Regions from separate parts of the Mus musculus genome. Here all the other regions are linked to region 1. The links are chromatin contacts, called in public Hi-C and HiChIP or PLAC-seq maps. All regions are on one chromosome and are shown on one strand. Each heading gives the region's core, a stretch centred on a gene start, on an enhancer-like site or on the middle of the called end of the contact. The rest is flanking DNA. Distances are from core to core; before and after follow the strand shown.

Region 1 (3,899 bases), core at 463-2,962:
TTCCTCAGGTACTCATGGTTGTACAGCAGTGGCGTTACCTATTGAGCTATCTCCCCCCATCCAGTATTGGAGATCTCAGGTGACATTACCATCTCTACATTTGTTTATTTAAAAAATATTACATAAGCCATGCATAAGTATATGGATTTAAAATATCATCATGAGTAACTCCTGGCTAAAGTCTTAAGGTTTTATTTTTTATTTATGTGTGTCTTATATGGGGCTTCCATTGCTTCGAAGAGACACTATGACCATGGCAACACTTATAAAGGAAGCTGGCTTATAGCTCAGAGGTTTTGTCCATTGTCACCATGGTGGGAAGCACAGAGGCATATAGGCAGACGCACTGGAGAAGTAGCTGAGAGTTCTACACCTGGATCCACAGGCAGCAGGAAGAGAGAGTGTGACTGAGCCTGGCTTGAGCATCTGAAACCTCAAAGCCCACCCCCAGTGACACACTTCCTCCAGCAAGGCCATATCTACTTTAATAAGGCTACATCTCCTAACAGTGGCACTCCCTCTGAGCCTATGGGAGCCATTTTCATTCAAACCACCACAATGTGTGTAACAAGAGTGTGTGTGGTGCTGCCCACAGAGGCCAGGAGAGACCATAGGATCCCCTGGAACTGGAGTCACAGGCTTTGTGAACCACCAGCTATGGGTACCAAGAACCAAACCCTGGTCCTCTGGAAGAACAGCCGTGCTCATGACTGCTGAGCATGTCTCCAGCATGTGCCCAGGATAAGGAGCTCAGGTGAAAGCAGAGGGTGGGGAGATAGGGTACCCTTGGCAGCTACCTGGGACAGTTCCTAAAGATGGCGCTTTAATATCTGAACTGGAGCCAGACTGTTGGATGCTCACTGCATCCCTGTGATTGGGGGCCACGGGAGAAGGAAACCCTGAGTAGGGTATGGTCACCGGGCTGGGCCCCCCCCCCATGGGTGAGAGAATCATGTAGGAGTGGGAAAGAGGGGGACGGAGAAAAGGGAAAGGGGGGAGGGCATGTGGAGGTCAGAGAACAGTCCTAAGCAGCTGGTTCTCTCTTTCCACCATCTGGGTCCTGGAGTGGCACTCTGGTCGTCAGTGTTGGTGGCGAGTACCTTCATCTGCTGAGCCATCTCTCTGGCCCGTCATTTATTTTTCTGTCACGTGAACAGGCATGTCAGATAGTCTTTTTTAAACATAATGTTCTATTGGGGTTTCTTTTTTTAAAAAAATATACCTTTTGCCACAAAAACATCAATTTTTTTTTTTTTTTTGAGGAAGGATCTCATGTAGCCCACTCTGACCTTGAACTCACCACGGCGCTGAGACTGGCCTTCCATTTCTGATTCTTCTGCCTTCATATCCACACGTGCTGGATTACAGGCGTGGGCTTCGACGTCTGCACCCGACACACATCGATTTGTTCACTCTGTGGATGGTAAAGTGATGGCTCAGAGAGGCACATCTCCAAGCACAGCACAGCAGAAACTATGTCAGTCCAGTGACCCGACTGCTGACCAGGTGTTTGCACAGGGACAATCTCTGCTGCTGTCCCTAACACCGCCCCCCACCTTTTCAGTCTTGTCTGCCAGGCTAGTGACACTTCTCAGTAAAGCTTGTGTGACCTCTCCTCCCATCAGTGTCCTCTGGCTCCCAGCGCATTAACAAACGGCACTTGTGCACCTAACGGTTGGTTTTGCTAATGCCTGCTGTCTCTCAGAGCAGAATGGCTCTGGCAGCGTCACTCCGCCCGCTGTGTTTGCACTCCTGGTCTCCAGATCCCAGCTGACAACTTGATGTGCTGCACTCCTTTCCAGAGCTCGTACGTTTCAGTACTCCCGTGCTCCAGTGACACTCTCAGCCAGCTTAGGCCTGTCCACCTCACGCGTGCTAGGTCTCCGGCACCACAGGTCAGACCCTGGGAAGTTCACAGCTTACAGAGAAGAAGGACAGATACCCACAGATGGTCAGAGACTGAGCCTGGAGGTGCTGCCTGAAGCAGAGAGTCTGTAACAGGGTGCGTCCTCCAGGCCCTCTTTCATTCCATTTAAACCCTTTAGGAACGATCCTGCCTCCGGGTGAAGTGAAGTGAAGCCTCCGGAGATTCCCTGGTTCTACAGCGCCCTCTTGTGGACAACTGGAGTCTGCCTATAGAGAAAGCAAAGGGCACTTTCGATTAGTCATGGGGGACAGAAGGACACTCAATTCTTCCGACCAAGTTCTTTCACCTATGACCAGTGTCTTAGCTCCTTTCCGGGTTAGTTGTATGTCAACTTGACACAGACTTCATTCATCTGGGAAGAGAGACTTGCACTAGCAAAGTGCCCTGTGATATTAGCCTATACATAATCCTATGGGGCATTTTCTTGATTAATGATTAATGTGGGAGGACCCAGCCCTCTGTGGGTTATGCCGCCCCTGGGCTAGAGGTCCTGGATTGTATTAAAAATAATGGGCTGAGCAGGCTGTGGGGAGCAAGCCAGAAAGCAGCCCTCCTCCACAGGCTGTGCTTCAGTCCCTGCCTCTTGTCCCTGCCCTGACTTCCTTTGGTGACTGACACACTACAATGTAGAACTGTAAGATGAAATAAACCCTTTCCCTCCCAAAGTGCTTTATTACAGCAACAGGCGCATAACTAGATGGTTGTTTTCCAGTTCGTTGATAGAAAAGACCCTGGCAAAGACAACTTGAAGAAGGATGGGTTTATTCTGACTCCCAGTTTGAGGTCCAGCCCATCACAGCAGGGGAGAAAATTCCCATAGGGGGGAACCTGAAGCAGAGGCTCAAACTGAATATTCAGTCCAAGAGCAGAGTGCACCTGCAGCTTTCGGGGAGTCTCCTGACTCCATCTCTTGTCTTGCCCTAAGGCAACTGGGATTACAGACATGTGCTATCATGTCTGCCTTTGTGTGGGCTCTAGGGGGTCCAAATTTGGAACCTCATACACATGTGGCAAGTGCTTTTACCCACTGTCCCACCTTCGATTACTGGAGACTGTGGGGAAGGCCCTAGCACCAGGCCTGGCCCCAGCTCCAACAGGCGAAGCTTCGTGCGAGTGAGCCCCTCTTTTCCAACCACCTTCACTGGAACAACCAGGGCATGTGATTAGCCTCGGTCCCAGTGGAAAAGACTGACGAGGAGAGGTTGTCAGGGTGGCTACGTCCCAGGTGGCTGGATTCTTAGGTATGTAAACCAGATGACTGGATGCAGAAAGGTATTGTCTGCATCTCGCTTCTCAGAAGATCAATGAGGCATGGGTAAAAGGAGGGCAAGGGACCAAGATAGACAGACAGACAGACACACGTGCACACACAGAGGAGGAAAACATCATAGATGCACATCACAGAGCTGTCTGAACTTTGGCTATAAAATTAGTATCACAGCTTGGCTGCTTGGCCCGTATTTCTGTATTTCTTGTTGCAACCTTGGACTCAGCCTCACTGCCCCCTGCAGGCTGCAGGGCTTTACCTCATTCCAGTAAGACTACCCCTACCAAGGCCCATGATAGATAGAGTCCTTCTTCTCGTTTTTAGCAGGGCTGGAATCAAAATGCCCTCTAAGCAAGCACTCTTATCATGCCCGGCTCCGACAGCTCAGTCCTGGAGAGCGAGCTACAGGTAGATAATACAAGCATCTGTATCCTATCAGGGAGGAAACAGGAAGAGCAGGAAGTACATGCCCTGCACCTATTGTCCTCTAAGGACAAAATACAGATTCCAGCTCAGGGTGAATGAAGCTCAAACTAGAGAAATTGGAAATTGAAAACCACCGAACCTCAAGGTTTCATAATTAAAGTTAAGATCAGAGGCTACGCGCTTCAGCTGTGATTAATGAGAAATCTCAGAAGAAGGTTCAATGTAATAAAGCTGTTGGCTCAAGCGGCTTGGGGAGAGCGAAGCTCTGCGTCTGCTTTA
Region 2 (3,899 bases), core at 514-3,013, 42 kb before region 1:
CTCCTCATGGCCTCTGGTCCCCAAAGCTGGCCTCACCTTGAGGACAGGGCCTGTATCCTAGTTGCTACAGTTCTGATCACAGCCCAGGGCACAAGTACTTAAGCTGTTCCATAGAAGTAAGCTGAAGGAGGCACATAGAGAACCTGGAAATTGGAGGGAACTCTTCTGGGGAAACTAGAAAGAGGAGGAGGCCTTCCTGGGAAAAAGCCAACCTTTCTGAAGGTCCAGGAGTATTAAGATGTCCCATCTCCTGGGAGTCTGACCTCAGTCCTCTGAAGTACATTCAGCCAGGGATACCTGCTCCCTGGCATGGTATTATTGGGGATGGCATGAAAGAAAAGGATTTTGTATATGAATATTGTATAGGGGGTGCGTGTGTGTGTGTGTGTGTGTGTGTGTGTGTACATGTGTGCTCACTAGGGCCAGTAAGCCCTAGTGATCTCCCAACCCCTCCAGCGCTGGGATTACAGGCATGTGCCTCAGGCATGTGCAGCCACTCCCAGGTTTACAAGTCTGTGTACTGAGTGTATGCAGTGCCATAGAGGCCTGAAGAGAGCATCAGACCTCCTGCAACTGGAGTTCCAGAGTTTTGTAAGGTACCATGTGAAGGTTGGGAACTGAACCCAGGACTTGTGTAAGAGCAACAAGTGCTCTCAACCAAACCACTGAGCCATCTCTACATTTCTCACTTTTTTTCTTTTTTTTTTTGATACAGGCTCTCACTGGCCTTAGGCCAGAATGGTTGTCCCAGTGACCCCATTCTGTTTCCACACTAGAATTACAGGTGTATATCAACATGGCTGGTTTTTAAAATTCCAGGTTCTGGGTATTAAATTCAGATAATTATGCTTCTGTGACAAGCCCTTTGCCAACAGGGCCATCTCCATAGCTACCAAAGAAAAAATTCCTAAAGACTGTGCGACTCTCGTGGGACTGGACCCAAGGGTCCAGATTTTCCATGATGCTAACCAGGGCATCTGCTCCAATTACCACCAAGAGGAATGATGGGTTCAGTTTCTTCTTCTTCTTCTTCTTCTTCTTCTTCTTCTTCTTCTTCTTCTTCTTCTTCTTCTTCCCTTCTGCCTCCTCTTCCTCCTTCTTCCACTCTTCTTCTTTTTGTTTTATCCTCAGAAAGTGCAATGGGGCCATTTCCTGTCATAGCTGATGGACATGTGAGTTAGACACCTAGGATCTCAGCTGCTACAGTAGGTACTTGTATATCAAGGAGAGGCAAAATACGCTTGATTAAAATGAGGCTCTCACACACGCAGGGCACTGGTGACACACACCTTTGATCTCAGCACTTAGGAGGCAGAGGCAGGCGGATTTCTGAGTTCAAGGCCAGCCTGGTCTACAGAGTGAGTTCCAGGACAGCCAGGACTATAAAGAGAAACCCTGTCTCAAAAAAACAAAACAAAACAAAAACAAAACCCAAAAAAACAAAAACAAAACAAACAAACAAACAAAACCCCCAAAAGCTCTCACACTAATTAACCTTCTGCATTGGTAGGAATGGAAACGAAAGGCAGGGACTGCACTGTGGAACTGGACACACACGAGATCCCCAAACTCTTTCCTGTTCTTTTAGGAAGTGTCCTCTTTTTCTTTTTTCCCAGGCTGGTCTGGAACTTACAATGTAGCTGAAGGTGACCTTGAACTTCTGATCCTCCTGCTTCTACCGGATGAGTCCTGGGATTACAGGCAACACATCCAGTTTTATGGAGTACTTGGGACCACACCCAGTGCTTCATGAATACCAGGCAAGCACTCAGCCAAAACAACTATCTCTCCACCCCTAGGTTTTTGAACAATTCCAGGCAAAAGCTGCTCTGACTTCAGCACCATTGAACTCAAGGCTCCTTTATCCTCCACAGGCTTAGGAAGAAGCAGAATGAAGCAGAACTCAGCTTTGTTGTGTTCTTGCTTGGGCTCCTTGCAATGCCCTGCATCTTAAGAGTATTATCTCACTTAACCCTAACAGTCACTCTGACGACAAATATCCTTACCATCTCCATGTTTTACAGAAGAAACAGGGACCCAAGGAAGTCCCCTGGCTTGCTAAGGTCAAATGAATAAGATCTGGCAAGTGAGGCCTGAGTTCAAGTTCTTCTCCCCTGCCTTAGATCCCAAGGGCCTTCATGACTCTAGGAAAGACACGGGAGCGCAGGGGCCTTGAGATGATCACACTTCTCTAAGCTCTGACCCCATAAGGAGACGCCTAACAAAACATCCTTGTCTTCCTCTTTGCAAGAATGTGAGTTTGTACATACTAGACAGACCTTGCTAGGTTGTACCCCCCACATGGGCTTTGTATTTTATTTTATTACACTGGGGATGTGTGTGAGTGTGAACGAACATGAGAGACACATGCACTTCTGTCTCATTCCACCGTGTAGGACCCAGTTGTCAGACTTAGCAGCAAATGTGTTTAACCACTGAGCCATCTTGCTGATTACCTCCTGCACACCTCTTATTCTGTGAATTCGAACCTTTAGACATACACAACACATTTACATACATACTCACAGACACACATACTCACAGACACAAAATTTTAAAAATGAAATAAATATTTTTTAAAAAATCTAAATGTAACCCATTTGGGAGGGTGCCTGCACAACATGCCCAAGGCCCTGAGTTCCAGCCCCAGCCCCACATAAATCATGGTGATGCACTCTGGTAATCCCAGCACCAAGCTGGAAGCAGGAAGATCAGGAATTCAACCTTTGGCAACATCATGAGTGCAAGGCCCATCTGTCTCAATAAATATCTAAAACTGAGTTTAGAAAATGGTGTGTGTGTGTGTGTGTGTGTGTGTGTGTGTGTGTGTGGTGTTACACCTTCCCTCTCAATATGTGATGACACCTCAAGGGATGCTGCCCACCCACAAGCCAAGGTGTTTCTGCAGAGGCTTCACAGTACCATCTGCTCCAGTTTCCACAAAGCCACGAGTGTCCTATTTTCTGTGAAATTCCATTCCGAGGGGCAGCACTGACACAGTGGGATCAGATACTGCATCTCATTCAATATGCCTCCCAAACGGCAGGGGGATGGACTGGATGAGCTCGGAAGGCTTCTGTGTTCTTTGCTATTGTGTACCCAGCCCTGTCAATTGGCTTCCAGCAGCTTACTCTGAAACCTCTAGCCTTATAATCTCTGAAACTCTGAAACCTCTAGCCTTATACTCTCCTGACCAGCTAGCCACGTGATGTTTTCCCCCTTTGAGTATAAAAATAGCATTTATCTTATTCCTAAAAAAAAAAAAAAAAAAAAAAAAAAAAAATTGGCCATTCAGAAAGCCAACACTAAGTTATGATGCTCACATATAAAGCCTGTGTTAACGTGGTAGCTATTTCTGGCCTGTCTTTTTTTCTAATCATATACATTTGAAACTCCTGAGACAGGTTTGTTCTGGGAGCCTTCTGGGGAAGGTGAGCCAGAAAATTACTACCTCCAGGTATTCATTTGCACCCTAAGGTTGTGGCTCTCTTCGAGGGTGCTCTATTGAGCCACAGAGAAATCTGGAAAGCCTACAACGACCTGTGACCTAAAAGGAGAGATACTCCATTGCTGTAACAAATGTTGTGACAGAAAGCAATAAGGGAAAGAAAGGGTTAAACGCCTGACAAGTATAGGCTGCCACCGTCATTTCAGGAAAGTCTAGGCAGGAACTCAAGCAGGTAGTCACATCATACCCAAAGTCAAGAGCAGGAAGAAGTGAACACACCCATGCTGCCTGCTGGCTTTCGTCACTAGGCACAGTGTAGGGAATAGCGCTGCCTACAGTGGGCTGGGGACAATTCACAAACCATAGTCCCTTATAGGCATGTCCACAGGCCTCAGGTCTCAATAATTCCTCAATCAAGACTCTTTTTCCAGGTGACTCCAGACTATAGCAA
Region 3 (3,899 bases), core at 1,048-3,547, 38 kb after region 1:
TTGAGGATTCATGGACTTGGGGAGGTGAGTTGGCAAGTAGAAGCTCCCACACACATACAAGGATCTGAGTTCTAATCCCCAGGCCCCAAATAAAGCCATTCTCCACAGTGGGTAGCTCTACTCACAGAGTTCCTACCACAAGGGGGAGGGAGGAAAGAGACTCTCTGGTGTCCACAGTGGTGAACAAAAGTCCCTGTATCAAAGGCGTGGAAGGTGAAAGAAGCTTAGGTTATCTACTGACTTCCACACACATACACACCACAGCACCTACACACACACACACACACACACACACACACACACACACACACACACACACACACATTCTGAACTCATACATCTTTACTTTGTCCTGCCAACCTTGACACAGACACTGTTGACAACACACCAAAATTTAACCACAAATTTTATATGTTAATTATTAAAAGATTCTTACAACCTCAAGCACAAGAAATACAGGGTGGCCTTATTCCATAAAGAACTCGTGTATGTGGAAATAAACCTGAGCATCCATCACTCAGTAATGAGCCAGCCCTGCCTCAAGTCCATAACTTCAGACAAGTTCCATGTATTTTCCAGACCTGTCGTACAGTAGACTCAGAGAACAGAGTTCCTCAGTGCTGTATGAAGTTGTGCCTCAAATTCAAGCAAAATAAAATAACTGAGCTGACATATTTCCAGCTCAAGCTAACCAGGCTGTTGTTTTCATAACTAGAATTCTGCAGAGTGACTGGAAAAGGGACCTCTGGGTTACTTATCCAGCACTAACTTTTTACTATTAATTAAAAAGAAGTGGAGCTTTTGCTGATAGATAAAAAAGTACTTATATTAGTCAGGCATTCTGAATAGAAAATAAAATCTAATTTAATGTCTTTGTGTGCTTTGTGATTTTTTTTTTAATGTCATTAGGCTCAAGTCCTCCCACACAGAGAAGATGAGCTTGCTCCAAGCCACTTGTCTTGCTCATAGGACATCAACAATTCTAACACACTGTAGTCTTCCTGAGAGCTTGCAAAGCAGTTCTTGGAAGCCAGTTGTCATGGTTTAAAGAGACTTGGAGGCTGGGCACAAAGGTCCGTTGGTAGAACGTTTGCCTGGTTAGTGCACGAAGGCTTGCTTTGGGTACCAAGGACTGTGTTAATTGGGCGTGCTGGCACACGCCTGTAACAACCAGACATGGGGAAAGTAGAATCCTGAGGATCAGAAGGTCAAGGTAATTGTTGGCTAAGTAGTGAGTTCAAGGTCAGCCAGGGCTTCATGAGACCCGGTCTCAAAAGATAAAATGGACTTGGGGAAGGGGCAGGACAAAAAGGAAAAGGGCAGAAAAGGTGTGTGTGTGTGTGAGAGAGAGAGAGAGAGAGGCAGAGACAGAGAGAGAGGGGAGAGGGGAGAGAGAAACAGACACACAGATAGACAGAGACAGAAACACAGAGATTGAAAATAAGAGTTCACCAAGAACATCAACCTGGAAACCTTACCCTAAGAATATGCCATCTACCTCATAATTATTCATTAAAATATATATTTTTTAAGCCACAATACAGAACCTACTGTGCTGCTATCCCCTTTTAGAGACAGCCCACTCCCGTCTCTCTCTGGAGTGCTTTGCTTTGTCTAATAAACTTCTGTCTAAACTGTTGGTGTCTTTTGATTGACTTCTTTCCTTTCAGAAGCCTAGGAGACACGCCCCGACCTTCTACACATTCCCTTCAAATTTAACTGCAAGGACCCGCTAGTCCTTTACTGCCAAGGACCAGATAGTAATCATCTCAGGCCTTGCAAGGCAGAATTGTGCAGCAAGCCCTTAGTTGCTGTTCTAAAGCAGGAAAACAGCCACGGCCAAAGTATACAGTAACGACTGTGGTTGCATTCCAACAAAACATGAAGTGTTTAAGCCCAGGCTGCAATTATGTTTTGTGCCTGAGGAGTGAACACCTAAGTGCCACCTAAGGGGGGTCCCGGCTGAAAGGAGGAGGCACGGCGAGCCCAGCTTAGGAGTTGAGCATCCTGGGGGCAACGGGAGGGGCAGGATGAGGACTGAAGTGACACACTTGGCACCCAGTGTGTGACAGTGAGGTGGGAAGGTGTACACCTAGGTCACCACCAGGCACATCACTCACTTGGATACGCCAGCAGTGACGAAGGCCATAGCCACAGCGCAACTAGGACCACCAGCTTCATGGGCGTCGTTCAGAGCACTCCGCCATCCGACGGGAACGTCCTGGGGCCACCAGGCCTGGGTACCTCAGGGCCGAAAGGAGGGGATGTCAGAGGCCTACCGTCCCACGTCAGGGCCTTGGCGCCCCGCAACGGTTGCCCCAGTGAATGGATGGGGGCAGGGCGGCCGCGTGCGTGTTACGCATGCGTGTTAGGACTGCTCAGACTAGGAAGTGGCTCGATGGCGATGGGCCGCTACAGGTCCTAGGGTAGGGGCTAGAGAAGCTCGATAAGTGGCACTCTATGGCACTCCCCGGTTGAAAAGCCTGGCCTCAAGCCTTCAGCCGTTGCACAGAAGTGGATGTCTGATCGAAGAGATAACCTAGAGATTACACAGAGATGATTGTGATCGGAACTACTGAAGGAGACCCCAGTTTGCCCCTAAAAGAGATGAGACTGAAGGATCAATTGCAAGAAGGCTGAGAGCGCCCCCAATAGCTATTGGTAGTTCAGATTGCATGATTGACTGCAGTGTGTGTGTGTAGGTAGGGACATTGCAGGCTCTGTGAAGAACTTTGGTTGTCGTTTTGATTTGTTAAGATTACATGCCATTTCTTTGATGATAAAGAGGTAGAAATGATGGAGAAATGCATGACTGTAAACGGATAGTGTAATAGAATTAGTTAGGGTCTTCTCTGTCCCAGACTGACCTGGAACTACACTGCACCCACGGATAATCTGAACTAATGAAATTTCTGCCTCCACCTTCCAAACCCTGAGTTTACAGGCACAGGTATGGACCAGCATGTATCATTTCTGCTGTACTAAGTATTGAACCCAGGGCTGTGCCTGATTTAGACCAGCGCTCCACAGCCTGAGCTACTCCCCAGTCTCAGTGAGAGAATGTGTTGTTGTTGTTGTTGTTTTGGGGGGGGTGTTGTTTCTGTTTTTGTTTTCTTTTTTTGTTGTTGTTGATTTTTTTTGGAGTTATAGTCATGTGGCTACTCAATTCTATATGTGGGTTAAAATCTGTAGAACTATACTTTTTTTTCTGTATGATTAATCATTAAAACTCACATGTAATGAAATGTCTGTCTTAGAAACAAGGAACTTAGATTCCAGTCTGAGACAATGGGGGGATGCTTCAATGTTCTGAGCTAAGGAAGGCTGAGATTAGATGACAGCGGTAAAAAGCTTAGACTCATTGTAGAGACCAGAAGATGTCAAAGAAGGCAGAGTAGAGGCAAGGTCTAGTGAGGAGACTCGGGGGTACTGCTGAGGGCCTGGACTCCTGGGAGCAGACAATTCGGAGCATGTGATCATGTCTGAGACATGTAGAGTTAAAATCAGTAAGACTGTGCTTAGAGAGGTGGAGACAGGATCAAGGGTTGAAGTCTAGGCCAGCTCCATGTCTTAGCTATTGTGATTACAAAGCAATCAATATGTGTGTGTAAGTCTGTCTGTGGCATGCTGACTTCAGGTACACACCCAGGGATGGAATAGTTGATTGTATGGTAGTTCCATTTTTTAAAAACAAACAAAGAAACAAAAATTGTGTGTGGTGCCAGAGAGGTGGCTCAGTAGGTAAGAGCACTGGCAGCTCTTCCAGAGATCCTGAGTTCAATTCCCAGCAACCACATCAAGGTGGCTCATAACCATCTGTAATGTTATCCCATTCCCTCTTCTGGTGTGTCTGAAGAGAGCGACAGTATACTCACATACATAAAAATAAATAAATAAAT

The links. A called contact is a pair of places that touch in the nucleus more often than the background predicts. HiChIP or PLAC-seq counts read pairs in DNA pulled down with a chosen protein or histone mark.
Region 2: a contact with region 1 is called in an H3K27ac HiChIP or PLAC-seq map of embryonic stem cells, with 13 read pairs. The contact joins the enhancer-like site here to the promoter of A730043L09Rik in region 1. A contact is called at or near these places in 1 of 15 datasets of contacts at CTCF or cohesin (embryonic stem cells), 12 of 484 Hi-C or Micro-C datasets (the N1E-115 cell line, cerebellar granule neurons, cerebral cortex and 4 more) and 4 of 115 datasets of contacts at active chromatin or transcription factors (all in embryonic stem cells).
Region 3: a Hi-C map of morula shows a contact between it and region 1, with 1.7 times the contacts expected there. The contact joins the promoter of Spesp1 here to the promoter of A730043L09Rik in region 1. A contact is called at or near these places in 5 of 39 promoter capture datasets (the 3T3-L1 cell line, embryonic stem cells, hippocampal neurons and 1 more), 22 of 484 Hi-C or Micro-C datasets (CD4 T cells, the G1E-ER4 cell line, the HL-1 cell line and 11 more), 1 of 115 datasets of contacts at active chromatin or transcription factors (embryonic stem cells) and 1 of 9 other capture datasets (pancreatic islet).

The regions. Positions count from the first base shown.
Region 1 is chr9:62,242,388-62,246,286 of GRCm38.p6, forward strand. It overlaps A730043L09Rik (RIKEN cDNA A730043L09 gene), which reads right to left and starts at 1,713. Exons shown (of 3, transcript NR_040769.1): 1 at 1,557-1,713; 2 at 1,301-1,414; 3 at 209-1,142.
Region 2 is chr9:62,200,803-62,204,701 of GRCm38.p6, forward strand. No RefSeq gene overlaps it. Among named protein-coding and RNA genes, the nearest start is that of Gm35227, 36 kb to the left of the region's middle. Within about 2 kb of position 1,764, at least 17 of the 459 cell types and tissues checked have an H3K27ac peak or open chromatin away from gene starts, as enhancers often do. A contact at or near this core is called in cerebellar granule neurons and embryonic stem cells, where this site is marked.
Region 3 is chr9:62,279,882-62,283,780 of GRCm38.p6, forward strand. It overlaps Spesp1 (sperm equatorial segment protein 1), which reads right to left and starts at 2,298. Exons shown (of 2, transcript NM_025721.2): 1 at 2,121-2,298. The coding sequence starts at 2,181.